2 separate regions of the Drosophila melanogaster genome follow, and region 1 is linked to region 2. Evidence: chromatin contacts called from public Hi-C data. All regions are on one chromosome and are shown on one strand. Each heading gives the region's core, a stretch centred on a gene start, on an enhancer-like site or on the middle of the called end of the contact. The rest is flanking DNA. Distances are from core to core; before and after follow the strand shown. Region 1 holds the start of Aps (Aps pyrophosphatase). Region 2 holds the start of scramb1 (scramblase 1).

Evidence for each region. A called contact is a pair of places that touch in the nucleus more often than the background predicts.
Region 1: a Hi-C map of the Kc167 cell line shows a contact between it and region 2, with 2.3 times the contacts expected there. The contact joins the promoter of Aps here to the promoter of scramb1 in region 2. A contact is called at or near these places in 3 of 107 Hi-C or Micro-C datasets (the Kc167 cell line and embryo).

What each region holds. Positions count from the first base shown.
Region 1 is chr3L:10,897,024-10,900,973 of dm6, reverse strand. Aps (Aps pyrophosphatase) reads left to right here and starts at 1,851. Exons shown (of 5, transcript NM_168426.3): 1 at 1,851-2,238; 2 at 2,530-2,996.
Region 2 is chr3L:10,223,129-10,227,669 of dm6, reverse strand. scramb1 (scramblase 1) reads left to right here and starts at 2,430. Exons shown (of 5, transcript NM_140132.3): 1 at 2,430-2,810; 2 at 3,433-3,802. The coding sequence starts at 2,640.

The sequences.
Region 1 (3,950 bases), core at 602-3,101, 670 kb before region 2:
AACACACTTAAAATTTAAAATTGGACAGCTTGCATTTATAACTTAAAATATAGGGATACTTGAACCACTGGACTTAAGAATTTCATTTTGCTAAAAATCATTGTTAATTAAAGTTATTTTGTTAAATTACACAAACGTTAAATAATGCACGTTTATAACAAATACACTTCAAAAATTTTCTTATTTGATTGTACAACATTAAAACCATAGAAATGCAATACAACATTGCTGTATGAGGCATCTAACGTATACTTAATATTTTAAAGTTGTGTCATTCTGTGCATGAACTTGCCGTTCTAGTTGCCCGCTTCGATACCCAAAGGTCCTGGAAGTCCTGGAGGTCCATTGCCATCGCCTCCTGTCCACATTTGATTTCATTGCTCTCTATCTGGTTGAGGTCATACGAACGCATCAAATAGGCAAAGTTTTTTTTTGGTAGCCAGAGCGACGCCTTGTGCCAAATTTATGACATTGAATTTATGTGCAGCAAGGCGTGCCGCCCCTCCGCCCCAAAAAGTGGGCGGGGCTGGAGGAGGAAGTCGGGCAGGAGCAGTCGATCGATTTGGCAGAATTAACATCTAAACAAGTGTCGCCCAGTGGAGCTGTGGAAGATGCCCAAGGCGACCGAAGAAGCCCATGAAAAAAGCGCGTTAAACTGCTTAACACTTCTGCATGGTCACCCAAAAGAAAATGGAAATGAAAACGGCAATGGAAATGGAAACTGAGGCCATAACTCATGCGACACGATGCCGGGGCAAATTGTCTAAGAAAAGCCAAAAAAGGAAATGGCAATGCATTAAGAAATAAGCAATTTGCCTCAGTCGCAAGCAAAAAGAGCCAAGCAGATCGCAAAAGGAATCGCCGAAGGAGCCAATTGGGGGAGGAGCGAGCCAAGGACACCAAGAAATCCCCAAACCCCTGTGCTCCATGCTCCATGCTCCATGCTAAGTAGTTGCATTAAAAGCTTACAACAAAACCTGCGACAGACAAGACAGGACAAGAAACAAATTTTGTGTAACTCGCTGCGCCTGGGTCATAAAGTCAGGCCCTCCGACCTGCCCGAAAGTCCTCTTCGCACTCCCCCTCCTTTTTTTGTAGTGTATCCTCACCGAATTTTCCTGGCAGCGACTCAAAAATGTGCGACTCTCTGGGCGGCGTTGGGGTTTCGAGCGTGTAAATCATGCGGACTTGTACGCAGAGTTCAAATTCTTAAAGATAATTTAAGATTAATTTAGGTTTATTTATGCTGAGATACATAGACACTCTAATTGTGACTATGAAAAACTTGTTAGATTACTAAAACATTTTGAAATAACCATGTATGTTGTTCTTGGCAAGGATTTTCAAGGAAAAACGACGATATTTATATCGACTAGTCTTTTCATCGCCAACAAAAACAATAAACAGAGACTAGATTCTCAAATAAGAGTACATTAAGTTTTAAAACAGTCATAAGCTGCAGAAAAAAATTGTTATTTTTATATATAATCTTTAGTCGCATTGTACTGGATCTGGAAATATACATGAGCGCCCTCCAGCGGCTATTATGTAAACTGATTATGAATGTTCGTGTGAAAAACAAAAGAGGGCGCCACTACAACAAAGGTTTGGCGATAGCCGAGACTCCCACCCATAAAAACAACTATTTAAATTAGCTACAAAATTAGCTTAATCTGCAGTATTCCGCATTATGTTTATCTTCATAAATTTACTTAATTTTAACTTAATATTCAAATTAGAAAATAAATCAGCACAGAATTTAGCTTCGAAAGAGCTTTTTGGTATATCTTCATTAACGAAAACGGCACAAACGGTATATATAGATGAAAGCCGGATGGTTTAACTTTCCGATAGTCGCACGGTCACACTCTTTGAAAGTGAATAGAATAAACGTGAATAAAGCGAGAAAAGCAAGCGCAAAACGTGAGACTGTGTGCGTTCGCCGTCTCTTCGCACCGAAGTGGATTAATTCCGTGGATGGAGTGGCACAATAAACACAACAACTGGAACGCGTTTTGTCGTTTTGTTTTCCGCTTTTCCAGCAGCCGTGTGCCAATTCACTTCGCACATTCTTCGCAGCCGGATATTGTGGAGGCAATGGAAAGCGCAAGCATGTGTGCATGTGTGTCGCTGGGATAACGGCGAAAAAGGAGAAAGAGGAGCTGTTAAACGGCAACAAAAGCAAATAACTTGAGCTGGGATCTAAAATCGGATCTCAAGTTTGAGGACAAAGAACGAGTGAGAACGATTGTGAGAGAGAGAGAGACGAGGAAAAAGCTACTCACACACGCATACGAATAACCGCTTCACACGCTCTCCCGTGTAAAACCAATACAACGACAAAAAAACAAAAACAACATGCAATATTTGCAAAGTAGTTAAATAATTCTGCCCTGTCTGCGCTTTATTTCCTTCTTCATTTCGGTTCTCCTCGTTTTTGACTTTTTGTTGTATATTTTCAACAAGTTTCTGTTTCTCGCTTTTTCCCCCAACACAAACACACACCCACCCACACAAACAAACAATCAGTTCTTTTTTCGTTACTACTTCCGAACAACAACACACGGCACACGAACGCCAACCACCAATACAAATACGAAAACAACGTCTCGTGTGACGTGCGAGCGCAGAAAGTGTCGTCTTTAGATTTTGTTTGTGCACTTTTCGCCATTTCCCTTTGTATTCCGTCGAGTGAGGAACAGCGGAAGCCAGGGAGCGCAAGAGTTGCCGAGAAGCACCTGCAAAATAGCGGCACGAGATCGCCAGAAAAGCAGAAAATCGCAAGAAGCAAAAGCGACCGGCTCAACACTTCCACACGCAAATACCCAGAGCCCCCCACACACACACACACACACACACACATCCAACACTTGTTGCAGTGGTCGAGGAGAAGGGGCACCACAGCGATAAGAGGAGAAGGGACGAGGAGCAGGAGGAGAACAAGTGCCTAAGAAGACAACAACGCGCATCTGCTATCAGCGAATACCACTGCAAACGTAAGAACGGGGATAAGCAATGGGGTGGAACAGACCTAAATGATACCCTGCAAGCAATACGTTGGTAGTGCCCCCAAAAAGTAAACATATATGTAATATCTTATGTAAACTATGTGGAATGCGGGGATTACACACCTAGATAAAACCCTATAAGAATGCATTGATAGTAGCTTAGAATGTTTACGAGTACTTAAAAGTATAATGAATTTCCTTTGTGGATCTTAGTAGACTATTCAAATCCCATAAAGATTGCATTAATAATGTGGTTTGTTTGCATATAATTCCCTAAGTATAAGTAAGTATAGAGTAATTGTTAGGTAGTGTGGAGTATTCGGGCATAAAAGTGGAACATCGTTAGTAAGAGATTTAGATAATTTATTTAAGAGTTTCGGTTTTAGTATACCAAGAAAATTGACTTATATTGCAGCTAAGTATCTTTGCAAACTTAGGCACAGATGGATAATTTGAAGTAAATGTGGCTCTCTTCCAGTGTCTAGTTATTTGTGCTATAAATTCGCGTCTATGAAGATAACGCTGAATACTATATATAGTTGATATAGTGCCATTAAACACACGTTCTGGGATCTCTGTGGCTATCCCATCTAGCTTGTTTCGTATGCTCTCCCCACCAAACTTAACGTTCTGCTAATCTATCTGATTGGGTTTCTAAACGTTTTCCGATTATAAACACAACACCGATCAATCAATATGTTAGCAACGTGTTGATATCGCTGCCCAGTCTGGTTTCCTAGTACCAGTAATACCATTGACGGGGAACGGAATCGGGAAAACGAGTACGGCACGCTATCCACCGGAGAAAGACCGGCTGATAAGTGATAAGCCGAACGGACAGGCAGTGCAATTTGCCGATGGGCCCACAATCTCGCATCTGATAAGGTCGGAATCACGATTTTCATGTGCCGCACATTTAAATTAAACGCGTCAAGCTATAAA
Region 2 (4,541 bases), core at 1,181-3,680:
GCAGCTGCAACTTTTTGGCCGCGTGGCAAAGAAGCTTTGATCGATCGGGACATTAGAAGTCCACTTGATCGCATCTCCGAAACTTGATTTATTGTCAGACGCTCCGATCCTTTCGATTTCGAGGCTAAAGACAGGGCCATAAATTAGATCGCCTTTGCGATTGGCGGACAGAAAGTTCAGCAACGCCCGAAATTGCTCCTTGCCAGCAGCTTTAAGGACGAAGCGACGGCTAATGAGGCGCTTTGCAAGGCTCAAACGAAACCCGATCCAGGGCTTTTTAAGGGTCTTTGGTGCACAGTGGAAAATAGTATAGGTGGTTTAAATTTTCTGCTGAATATCCAAAAGAAAGTAAGTCGATTTAAGTGATCATTACTATTTGATATTTAATATGTACACAGTTAACTTTTTTGCATAACCTTTGGTATTGATGTTGGATTTTGTAGCAGTGTAGGGACCCGCATGGCTGTTTACCATTGCATTATGTTGGCTGCTTGCCGCCTGCCTGATTTTTTGAGAGCCTCTCCTGCACTGAACCGTTCAGCGACGGCCCTGGCCCAAAGGTCATGGGTGGGGCCAAAAGGGGCTAAAAGGTGGTGGTGGCACAAAAGGGGGCTGGCCTGGCAACAACTGCTGCACTGCTGAGCCCGGCTTTTGTGCCTTTGGTCGGTTGCCAACCGCAAATATGTTCGCGTTCCCGGTCCCCATTCTGAATGCGAATTCTCAGTCGGTTGTTTTATTTTCGCATTCTGCATTTGCTGCCATTGCAAAGTCAACTAATTGAATGTGCTAAACTCACCCACACAGCAGCAGCACAAATATTGCGTTATATGGCGCATTAAACGCTCAGTTCTGGATTTCTTCCCTGACCCTGATGAGTCCTTCTCCAGGACCCCTCTAGATCCACTAAATCCGCCCTGCACAGAAAGAAACAATAGCTTTTAGGCAAATTATATAAGTCAATTAATAATATATAATATATTCCATTATACATTCGTATAATAGTTCTAAAATTGTCAAGCTGTAAATAAACATCACGCAAACGTAGTGAAAATTTTATTGTGCAGGATTTTGTGTTCCTTTAAGGAATATATTTAGTATATAGAAATATATCAGTGGACATTGGGTTCTAAGTTTATAGCATCGAGGACGAAATGTGTGATTTTGCGCGGTGTGTGGGTGGTCCTCCACCATGACGGTAATGCTGATGACGATTCCTCCATTTCTCGCTGCATTTGTATGGGTAATTACCGTGGTGTGTGTGAGTGAGTGAGGGACGTCTGCTAGATGTCCATGACCATGGGGTGGAATTCTGCTCGCAGTTTTTTTCTATATACACGGTTTTTAGCATTTTTTTCACATTTCAACAGCCCGTCTCTTTCACTCTTACAACAGTCGCTCACCCTGCCCACATTTTTTCCATCATTTTTTTTTTTGCGTTTTACTTGCGTCGGAAACCGCCATTTTTTATGCGCGCCAACTACGCCGCCCTCTCTATTCCTCTCTCTCCCTTTCTACCACGCAGCCCCTCTCTGTCGCACCCTTGAGGTGTAGGGGAGGCACACCCTCTCAATGAAAATTTGCGCATTAGAAAAAATGTGGACTGTTCTCTGAGCCAGTTGTGGCATACAAAATGGATTTATTCAGCATTTTTTTTTTAACTATACGATTTTTGTTTCTATTTAATTTGGACAGTTGTATTTTTGATATAGTTATAGTATAAGTAAAGCAAGAAAAAACGTATATTACAAAATGTAAATTTAAGCAATTTAAAAACATAAATTAATAATCAAAGGAAATGCCTTATTTACTAAATAGCTTCTAAAACATAAATTTTAATTATGCTGAAAACAATAATAATAACTAGTTGAATAAGTAACTTTATGCGAATTCTTATTATTTTAATAAGCATATGTTAAAGTTAGGGAAACGCTTTCTTTAAGCATTTAGTATATAAAACAATATTATTATTTATTTATTTTTTAGGAAATATATAAATACCGTTTAAATAAACTAATAATTTCAGAGCGTAGTAGATTAGTTTTTAAATGTAACTGATTCACATTCAAATTTCAAGAAACCAAGTTACAAGCTCGTAGGTTTGAGTCTTTACTGGGCGTTTCAATTTTGGATGGTGTCTTTGCTTGCTGTATTCTGCTAATAATAGAGCAATGCTGTTATGAAAACATTTCATTTATACATGACTTTTACATTGTCAAGTAAACATTTTGTTAAAAAGATTGATGGCGCCATCTATTCAATTTTAAAATATATTTAATATTTGTTAATTTTAATTCATATAACTGAACTTTGTATTTAAAGTTATGCATTCTAGGAATTATCTAACTTCTTTCAAACCAGAGAAATTGTCCGCTAAAAACTTGGCATATTTAGCGTGTAGCTGGTATTTTTTCGCTCTTCAGTCACGGTTACACTCCGAAACCCACCTGATTTCGCGAACTGCATTACTATCGAAACTACTACTGTACTTAACAGAAAGTGCGTGCAAAACAAATACAACATTGTTGCGATTTCGTTGGGGCCGTGGCCGCAACAATTCCCCTCCAGTGCAACAACAACGCAGCACGCGGAGAGCAGAAGAAGAGCAGGAAAAGAGGAAAAATCCGGGGAAATCCCACGAAATGAAGAGTAACGTCAATCAGGGCGGTTACGCCCCACCCGGTTTCGGATCCGGATTCCAGCCAAATGCTCCGCCCGCCGAAGGATTCGGCTACCCACCGCCCACTGGGGGCCACAACGCCCCCTATCCCCCCGCACCCGGTCATCCACAGCCGCCGCCGCCCACGAATTACGTGAGTTCCAAAAGTGTCCCGCTGTAGCCGATGAAAATGCTAGGGAAAGTGGGTGGTGTAAAGGGTGCTTCTTGTACAAGCACAACACAACCATGACGTCATGCCAGTTGGTATTTGCTTATTTATAAATCAACAGACACACAGTCAGTTTGCTGTGGAATGAAAGAGATTCATTCGATTTGCACGCGAATCCGTGGAATCGGCGGTTTGATAAACACAAACAACTGAGAACTCAATGTACATCCATATGTACATACATACTGTAAAACCAGTAATGCAGACTGGATAAGCAAGTCGAAAGCTTAATTCTCTTGCATTTACTTATTTACATTTACGTATGAATGTTTTTATGGCTTTACTATTTTCACTATGTTTTTCACTCATGCCAAAAGAGCGTTTTATTTCCATTAAGTTTTGGATAAACTTAAAATATTACTCATCATTCATGCACAACCGCGTGAAGTTTTCATTCTTATAGAATATTTATTTACTCCATACATTTGCGTGCCAGAGTGCTGATAAGTACAGCTACAAGAATACAAGCCAGAGCACAAAAAACTAATCGAAACGCCCCTGAAATAAGTATTCAACTCATTCTTTAATCAACTCCCGATCGTTGCAGGGGTTTATGCCAGGTCCTCAGCCAGCCGGATACGCTCCAGTTCCCCAAATGCCGCCATACGGAGAAGCTCCGCCCTACGGAGCCGGACAACCACCTTACATGGGTGGTCCAGGTGGTCAGCCACCTTATGCGGGTGGTCCAGGCGGACAGCCACCTTATGTAGGTGGTCCTGGTGGACAGCCACACTACGGAGGAGGAGCACCACCGCCCCAGGCCTTCGGCGGATATCCTCCCGGACCAGCAGGACCAGGAGGACCACCAAACGCATTCGGCGGTTATCCACCGGGACAACCACAACAGCCCATTGTCACGCAACCGGGAATGGGACCGGGAATGGGTCCAGGGATGGCCCCACAGGGCGGACCAGCAGGCAAGTAATCAAAAACTAGTCTGTAACATAAAACAAATGTTCTACATGTTGGACTCACATATTTCTACACAAATCAGGGTGTTCAAATCATGGCACGAGACTTTTATCGCTTTCTGCTTCCTTGTTAAAATTATTCATTCCATATCTGAGCTTACTTCTTATATAATTTTACTACACAAACCGCTGAATCAAAACAAGATCGCATCTTTGTGATGTGTCGGTGTGTCGTTGCCCTGCGATTGAGATAATGTCCAATCAGTTGTCTTAAGATTTCTTCGGGTGCAGGCACTGAACCCATCGTCCCAGATAGAGGTAGCTCGTCAAGATCGGTGTAGAACAAAGGTTCCCCCAGAAGCAAAGTGGGGTGCAAACATTTACGTAGTCAATTTGGAGAGTGTTAGAGACTTTAAGGTTCTTAGACCGCCTCTTATCAATTGTATTTTTGTTTACACGTGCATCGGATCCGTCCGAAATAAGCTGAATATCTTTGCCAGATCTTTGGCGCTTATCGGAGTGCCTAGCGTCTGCCTTAATTGAACCAATAAAATAATACAAAGCGTCATTTAAAGCGCCCGTCGTCGTGGATGGCGTTGATTTTTCCCAACGAGCAGTTAGTTCATCTCTGTGCTGCAGAGCAGGCAGTCGTGTCAGTCTGAAAAAATGTCCACCGAAAACCCAGCAAGTTGTGTTTCCACGCTGGACCTAAGTGGTGGCGAAAATCGGGGAAATCCGGAGGAAT